2 separate regions of the Canis lupus genome follow, and region 1 is linked to region 2. The links are chromatin contacts, called in public Hi-C maps. All regions are on one chromosome and are shown on one strand. Each heading gives the region's core, a stretch centred on a gene start, on an enhancer-like site or on the middle of the called end of the contact. The rest is flanking DNA. Distances are from core to core; before and after follow the strand shown.

Region 1 (3,733 bases), core at 669-3,168, 250 kb before region 2:
AATTTCAAAATATAAATTACATCATAGATAGCACTCAAACTCTCCAATGGATTCCCACCCCTCTCAGAGGGAAGTCCAGTTTTCTTACCACACCTACAATGCCCTACCAATGTCTCCATCTCGCCTCCTGCTGCTCTCGTCTTTCTCCTCTGCGCCCCTGTCACACCCACCTCCTCACTGCTTCAAACACACCAAACTCTTATCCACCTCAACATTTCTGCCCCTGCTCCTTTCTTTCCCCATGCTCTTCCTCTGGACCTTCACATAGCTTGCTCTGTTACTTCATACATGTCTTTCTTTGCCTGTCACCGGCTCTCAGTGGCTTTCCATGGGCCATCCCCATTTCCCTCTATTTCTTTACCTTTCATTTATCTTCTTTTTAGTGTTTATCTCTAACTGCCAGTGTATACAATAGTTATTTCATTATTTGTTTATTGGATTTATTTAGTTTTGTGATCTAGTGCCTAGAACAATCTGGGGCTCAGCAAACATCAGGTAAATGAAACACCCATTGAAATGAATGTCCCCAGCCTGTTTTCACAGTAGGACTTGATGTCTGAATAATAATATTGTAAAAGATATTCTTTTATTCTTTTTTATTTTTTTGTATTTTTTTATTGGAGTTCGATTTGCCAACATATAGTATAACACCCAGTGCTCATCCTGTCAAGTGCCCCCTCAGTGCCCGTCACCCAGTCACCCCAACCCCCTGCCCACCTCCCCTTCCACTACCCCTTGTTCGTTTCCAAGAGTTAGGAGTCTCTCATGTTCTGTCTCCCTCTATGATATTTCCCACTAGATATTTTAAAAAACCATTCTTTTAGGCCTTCTGAGCCCTTCCAAGTCTATTGTGACACAAATCTCAAGTCAGAGCTCACCCTGCTGCAGGTAAGAAAAGCCTCTCCCTCATTAGAGCTCTTTGCAACTGAGATGAGTGGTCTCCTCAGCTCCCAGGTGTAATTTGAGCAAGCTGGTCTGGTGAAACTCCAGCTGGTTTTTGGAGCCCCTTGATGGATTCCAAAGAGTAAGAAAGGGGATACCTGATGATCCTGTGATGCTGGCAGTAAGACACCAGGGGGCAGCAAATCCAGCTCTTAGTTCTAAAGGAGAAACAGGTGTTCTGATGATAACTACAATTTGTTGTTCAACAGATAGGACAAATGTCAGCACGTGCCTACACTGAGTGCTAGGCAGCAATGAAAATGAATAAGCATGGATGAATCTTACAAACACGATACTCTGTGAAAGAAGCAAGACACAGAAAAATATAGATGGCCTGATTCCATGTACTTAACACTCAAAAATAGGCAAAACTAAGCCACGTTGTTTAGGAAGCATACATGGACAGTCCAGCTGTAAAAAAAAAAATCAAGGAAATTATAGTCACAAAAGTAAGACTGAGGATAGGTGCCCATGGTCAGAGCAGCACATACTGGAGGCTCCTGGTCCTGGCAATAATTTGTTTCTTTCACCTTTGCAGGAGTTGCATTGGTGCCCAATTTGTAATTATTTGCTAAGCTTTACATTAATGGTCCGTGCCTTCTTTGAACATATGTTTACATTTCATATTAAAGGTGCTTTCAAGAAAAGGAAAGGGAAAGAAAGTTAGGGAAAAAAGGGGAAAGAGAGAGATGCACAGCGATGGGGCACAAATAGAGAGATTAAGAGATAGAGCAGCAAAGAAAAGTTTGATTAGATAAGAAGAGATATGCCCAGAAGGGGGAGGGGAAGAGAAAGAGGGAGAGATGGGGAGAAAGAGAAAGAACGAGGTACATCCAGAAAGAAATATTTAAAGGAAAACACGTGAGGGAGAATAAGAAAGTAATGAAGGTCAGAAAGGGGGAAGAGGGAAAAAAGAAAGAGATCAAAGATGAGGGGAGAAACAGGCAGTGAAGAGGGTTACAGACAGAAAAAGGGAAAAGATGCAGAAAGAATTATAGGGAGGGGGCACCTGGGTGGCTCAGTGGTTGAGCATCTGCCTTCGGCTCAAATGGTGAACCCCAGGTCCTGGGATCGAGTCCCACATCGGGCTCCCTGCAAGGAGCCTACTTCTCCCTCTGCCTATATCTCTGTCTCTCTATATATATGCCTCTCATGAATAAGTAAATAAAATCTTTTTAAAAGAGTTATGGAGAGGACAATTCAAACAGTCTATCAGGAAGGAAAGGGGACACACACTCTGGCCAGGTTAGAGGTTGGCATTGGCCCCGGGACCTTAGGGAGGCCCCATCTTGCATGGACAGCAACTAGAACACAATGATGCCCAAGAAAGATGCCAGGAGACCCTCAGTGTCAGGAAGAGTTCCTCATCACGTCTCAAAGGGAACATGAAAGGCAGGGCCGGCACCCAAGCCCGATCTTCGATGACCATCAAAAGTATGGACTCAAGACTTCAAAGTACTCATCTTACTGGGACTTCTATGTAAGCTCCACCAGTGCTCTCTTTGCCTGACTATTTTCAGATTTCATCTGTAACCTCGCTTCTCCTGTCCCTGCTTACAGGAGACCTGGACCTCAACGAACACGATGGACGCACTGCTGATATTCTAGAGACACCCATGGTCTCCGTGTTGGGGTAACAGATGGGACAGGCCATGGCACATTCCATCCGACTGCTCAGAGAAAGAAGTTCACTCAAAATTATACCATGAGTAGGTAAACTGATGAGTTAAGCAGGAACTTCAGTAACCCTCCTCAGCTCCTTAGCCCTATTTGCTTTCTCAGCAACAAAGATCTCTCTGGTTTGGAAAAATTCAAGTGTTCTCAGGAATTAGAGTCTGAAACTGCCATTTTTACTTCTTATCTAACCCTGCCTCCTCTTCTTAGCTGAATCGTGCCTTCCCCATACAGGGAATTTAACTAAAGGCACAATTCTGGGTACCCAAATCCCAACTCTGATTTGTTTGGAGAGGCCTTTCTCCTAGAGGAATCTAATTATAATTTTAGCTGAAATTCAAACCTTGGCTTCAGTCGTGAAGGAACAGATTGGCCAAGGAGTGAGAGCATAGGTACTCCCAGAGGGAGACAGCCTATGTGCTCTCTAGGGCCATCTGGAGCTTTGTGAGGTGCCAGAGGAGGACGTACTGTCCTGAGCAGGAAGTGGGGCTTCTGTTGGAACCAAAATTGGGAGAAACTTGAACCCAACTACCATCTGCTGAGGCCTACACACAGGACCGGGAATCCTGGCCGAGTACTCTTTGGGGTCCACACTCTTAGCATCCCTCCCACTCCAACTTCACAGAAACACAGGAAGGTATATAAAGATCAAGTTATCATCTGTAACAGCCCTGGGCCACAAGGCATGGCATTGTCAGCAGAGCAGAAACCTGAAGATATTTTTTTCAGGGGATGGCACGGGCAGGATGAGATCAAGAAACATCTCAACCAACCAGTCAGCTGTGAAAATCTGGAAATGCTAGGGAAAAGTGAATAAGTTGGAACCCTGCCAAGATCTGCAAAGTCACCAAGTGCAGGGGGGCCACTGGGGGTCTGACGCGGAAAGATGAAATAGAAAAGAAGTCATGGCAAGCAAAGAGCTACTCACTGCAAACATGGTTATAAAACACCGTAAGTTTATTTAATAATTCTTGGGAGATAAGGTACGCAATGCAAAAAATTAATAATCTGTATAATTTAACGATCCCAGATGAGCTTTACTGAGTAACATCTACAGACTCTGTGCGAGGGGCTTTTCATGCATTATCTCATTCAATCCTGATATAACACCAACATA
Region 2 (3,893 bases), core at 562-3,061:
GTCATGGTAGAGAAGGAAGCCCGTAAAGGTGGAGTCATTGACGTTATCTGCGTAGATCCCATAGGAGTCCCCATCCCCGTACACCTGGAGCCAGACTTGGTCGCCCACTTCCAGATGAAGGAGCACAGAGCCAGAGGCCTGGTCCACGTTCTTCTCCTGGTACTGGTCATAGGTGAAGAGCATAGCCTTGTCTTTCTTGTAGAGGCTGACCTTGACATCCTTCAAGTAGACTGTGATGTGGTAGGAGAAGTAGTACAGCCCAGGAATGTTGCAGTGAAATTTTCCAGTGGTGCCATCGTAGTGGTTTTGCAGATTGTAGAAGATTTTGGTAAAGCGAATGGGAACATTGGGGACAGTGATCCGGCTCTCCAACCCCACACTGAATGCCGAACGGTGTACATAGGCACTTTCCCCAGGTTCTCCTTTCCTTCCTGGGGTTCCTGGAAAGCCTCGGGGACCTTCAACCCCAGTTACTCCAGTTTCACCAGTGTCACCCTTAGGACCAACAAGACCTAGAGAATGAAAAGACCTCAGTGACCATAAGGAACAGAACACTCCTGCCTAGGTGAATTCTAGCCTGAAACACTGTCTCTTTGGCCCTTACCCACAGCCTGCCTGACTTACAGAGCAAGGGACCAATGGGAGCTCCCAAAGAGGTGAGTTATACTTTCTACATCCCCCAGCAGACTTCCATAAATTCATCTCCAGCCTTATTTCCTATAAGTTTGCATCCTAGACCCTCCACCCTGCGAACCCTTTATATGCTGGCTCAACCAACCATACATTTGCTCTTCTATCCCTTCTATCTGGGATGCACTCCCTCCTTTATTCTGTGTACCCATCCTTCAAGGCCTGACTCAAGCCCCGCCTCCTCCTGAAAGCCTTCCTTGTTAATCCAGATCTTCATTAAGACCGTTGCATTTTCTCTCTGTTCCATACTTTGGGCATTTGTCCACATTCAATCTGGCATATTTGGAATAGACTTCCTTGTAGTAATCTTTAACAGCCTCATGCATTAGACTTTTTTTTAAAAGATGTTGTTTATTTATTCATGAGAGACACAGAGAGAGAGAAAGAGGCAGAGACACAGGCAGAGGGAGAAGCAGGCTCCATGCAGGGAGCCTGATATGGGACTCAATCCCGGGACTCCAGAATCATGCCCTGGGACGAAGGCAGGCCCTAAACCACTGAGCCACCCGGGGATCCCTAAATTTATCTTCTTAACTGAAACAAGAGTTCCCCAGGAGGAGGACTGTGAGCTATAAGAATGCATTAAGTGTGAATGCCACTGGGTGGAATGGGAATTAAGTGGAAATCAGTGGAATGAGAATTAAGTGGAAATGAAGGGAGACATGAATGTGAACAGATTGGGAATAGTGATGGATAGTGTGGGGGTGGGAAAGAGTACAGGGAACGTGATGTGGATAGAGCAGAGTCGGAGGTGCTGGTTTTATAGGTTGCTTATGGGTCACAGAAAAAATTGCTCCCTTCCTGTGTCTAGGCCTTTGTCAATAGCTAATGACTTTGTATAGTTCCAGAAGCCCTCTTCTATCCAGAAGAAGTTTATGATGGAGGAAGCCAAAAAACTTGTTCTTACCTGGATCTCCTTTCTCACCCTTTTCACCAGGGGTGCCATCTCTGCCATCACGGCCTGGGGTCCCATTGTGGCCAGGATGCCCTGGGATGCCTGCCATCCAACCTGGGCAGGCCCCCTTCGGCAGGGGAAGCAGGACTCCAGGCCCTTCTGCCACGGAGTCCTGGCCGTGAGCGGGCAGGACTAGTAGCAGTAGAACAGCTCGTAGCAACAGCATCCTGAGCCCTGGAACCCAGATCTGCATTGTCAGCCACGCAAGGAGACCTCATACAGCACACCCCATCAGGACCTAAGCAGGATTCGGGCCATCTCAGCAGTGTCCACTTCTGAGACCTGCTCTCTCAACACTCACCTCTTCTAGAAGACTTGTTTGACTATTTCCACCTAGCTTGATCTCTTTCTGCCCTGAAATTTGCAATTTTAGCATTATTCTTCATGTGTAATCTCCTTTCCTCAACAGATTGTGAGTTCAATGAGGGCAGAACGACACTCTTCCAATTGCCTCATAGGCACAGGGCCAGGCTCCTTGGACCAAGTTCCAAGAGTCCATTTGTCAAGAATCTACCTCTTGAGTTTTCCAAGGATGACGACTCTAACCAACTTCTCTCTCTCTCTCTCTCTGGCTCCTTCCTTTTTCTTCTTTACTTCTCTCCCTCATTTCTTTTTTTCTTTTTTCTTTTTTTTTTTAGATTTTATTCATTCATGAAGGACACAGAGAGAAACAGAGAGAGGCAGAGACACAGGCAGAGGAAGAAGCAGGCTCCATGCAGGGACCCTGACATGGGACTCGATCCTGGGTCTCCAGGATCAGGCCCTGGGCCGAAGGTGGCGCTAAACCGCTGAGCCACCTGGGCTGCCCATCTCTCCCTCATTTCTATGTCTGTTCCTCCTCCTTTCTCCCTCTCTCTCTCTCTCCCTTCCCCCCTCTCTCTCTCTTTCTCTTCTGCCTCTGCCCATCTCCTGGATCACATATTAGACCATTTGGTTTATTGTACATGTGCCCGCACACGTGCACACACAGGCATACATCCACATGCTTGCACACACATATACACAGTCGCACAGTGCACACACACACAGCCTCTCCCTGTGTTAGTCAGACAACCAGAGCCACACTGTCCCATGAGGATGACCCTCCGCTGCTGACCCTTTGCCTGGGCCATTCTTAACTGCACCTCCTCACCTGCCGGATCCCTCTGCAGCCTTCAGGACACAGTTAGGATGTCTTCTCTTTCAGGAAGTCCTCCCTCCCCAATCAGGGTTGTTCGTTCCTCCCCTGCACACACTCTGCCCTCGCTTACTGCTGGTATTGCACTTCCTGCATGATCCAGTAATTCCCCGATCTGCTCATTCATTTCACCCATTAAACTACAGGTACCAGGAGGCAAAGCCTAACACACTATTTACTTTTTAGTGGGAACTAAATAAATGTCTTTCTAAGGAAGAAAAGAGAGAGCAAGAGAGTCAGAGAAAGGAGGGAGTGAGGGAGGAGAAAGGAAGAGGGAAAGAAGGATGAAGAGGGGAGTATATTTGAAATATGTGTTCTGGGAGCCCTAGCAAAAAGCTCAAGTGGCACAGGTGGCCGGGGACATCCTGTCTCAACACCGTTCCTCCATATCCCGCCCCCACCGCAGAAGATGGTCCTTTATATATATACTGGTCCCCTCCCAGCTTCTGCCTCTGATGCTAGGGTGATCTTAGCCCCCCCCCCATCAATAATAGCCAGGGTCTTAGTCTCCTCAGCCCTCTTTCACCAGGGAGTTGAGAGAAGGCACCACAGAAAGGGGAATAAGTCCTAGGATCCTGGATTAAGGCAGCCCTAAAACTTTCTGTGGAGTTTGAGAGGTGCTTAATCCCATGAACCTGATTCTGAGTTAAACACAGTCCACGTGTGTTTTTTTATACCAAGGACTTAACCAATTTTCATCAGTTTGCTTGTCTCTTAAGAGTTATCCAAAGTCTCCAGAATTGGGCTTGGGTTCAGGGGACAGCTCCTGTGTGCAGGAGGCAAGAAAGTCTCTGATTGACAATTTTACCCTCCAAGATATGCATGGTGTCTAGAATCCTACCTCTATGCCCCATCACCTAGGCTCTATAGTGCCCTCTCAATGCAACGCACCAACTCATCATTCATTCATTTATTCATTCATTCATTCATATAAATATGAATCTATATATATCTATATATGTCTATATATCTATATCTATATATATATGAATTCGCCTTTCATATAGATAGATAGATGATAGATAGATAGATGTAGATATAGACATACACGCACATGTATTCACTAAAAAT

The links. A called contact is a pair of places that touch in the nucleus more often than the background predicts.
Region 1: a Hi-C map of amygdala shows a contact between it and region 2, with 3 times the contacts expected there. The contact joins the enhancer-like site here to the promoter of ADIPOQ in region 2. A contact is called at or near these places in 4 of 9 Hi-C or Micro-C datasets (amygdala, blood and skin fibroblasts).

Annotation. Positions count from the first base shown.
Region 1 is chr34:19,834,901-19,838,633 of UU_Cfam_GSD_1.0, reverse strand. No RefSeq gene overlaps it. Among named protein-coding and RNA genes, the nearest start is that of RTP1, 19 kb to the left of the region's middle. Within about 2 kb of position 1,918, at least 2 of the 20 cell types and tissues checked have an H3K27ac peak or open chromatin away from gene starts, as enhancers often do.
Region 2 is chr34:19,580,136-19,584,028 of UU_Cfam_GSD_1.0, reverse strand. ADIPOQ (adiponectin, C1Q and collagen domain containing) reads right to left here and starts at 1,811. Exons shown (of 2, transcript NM_001006644.1): 1 at 1,598-1,811; 2 at 1-512. The coding sequence starts at 1,811.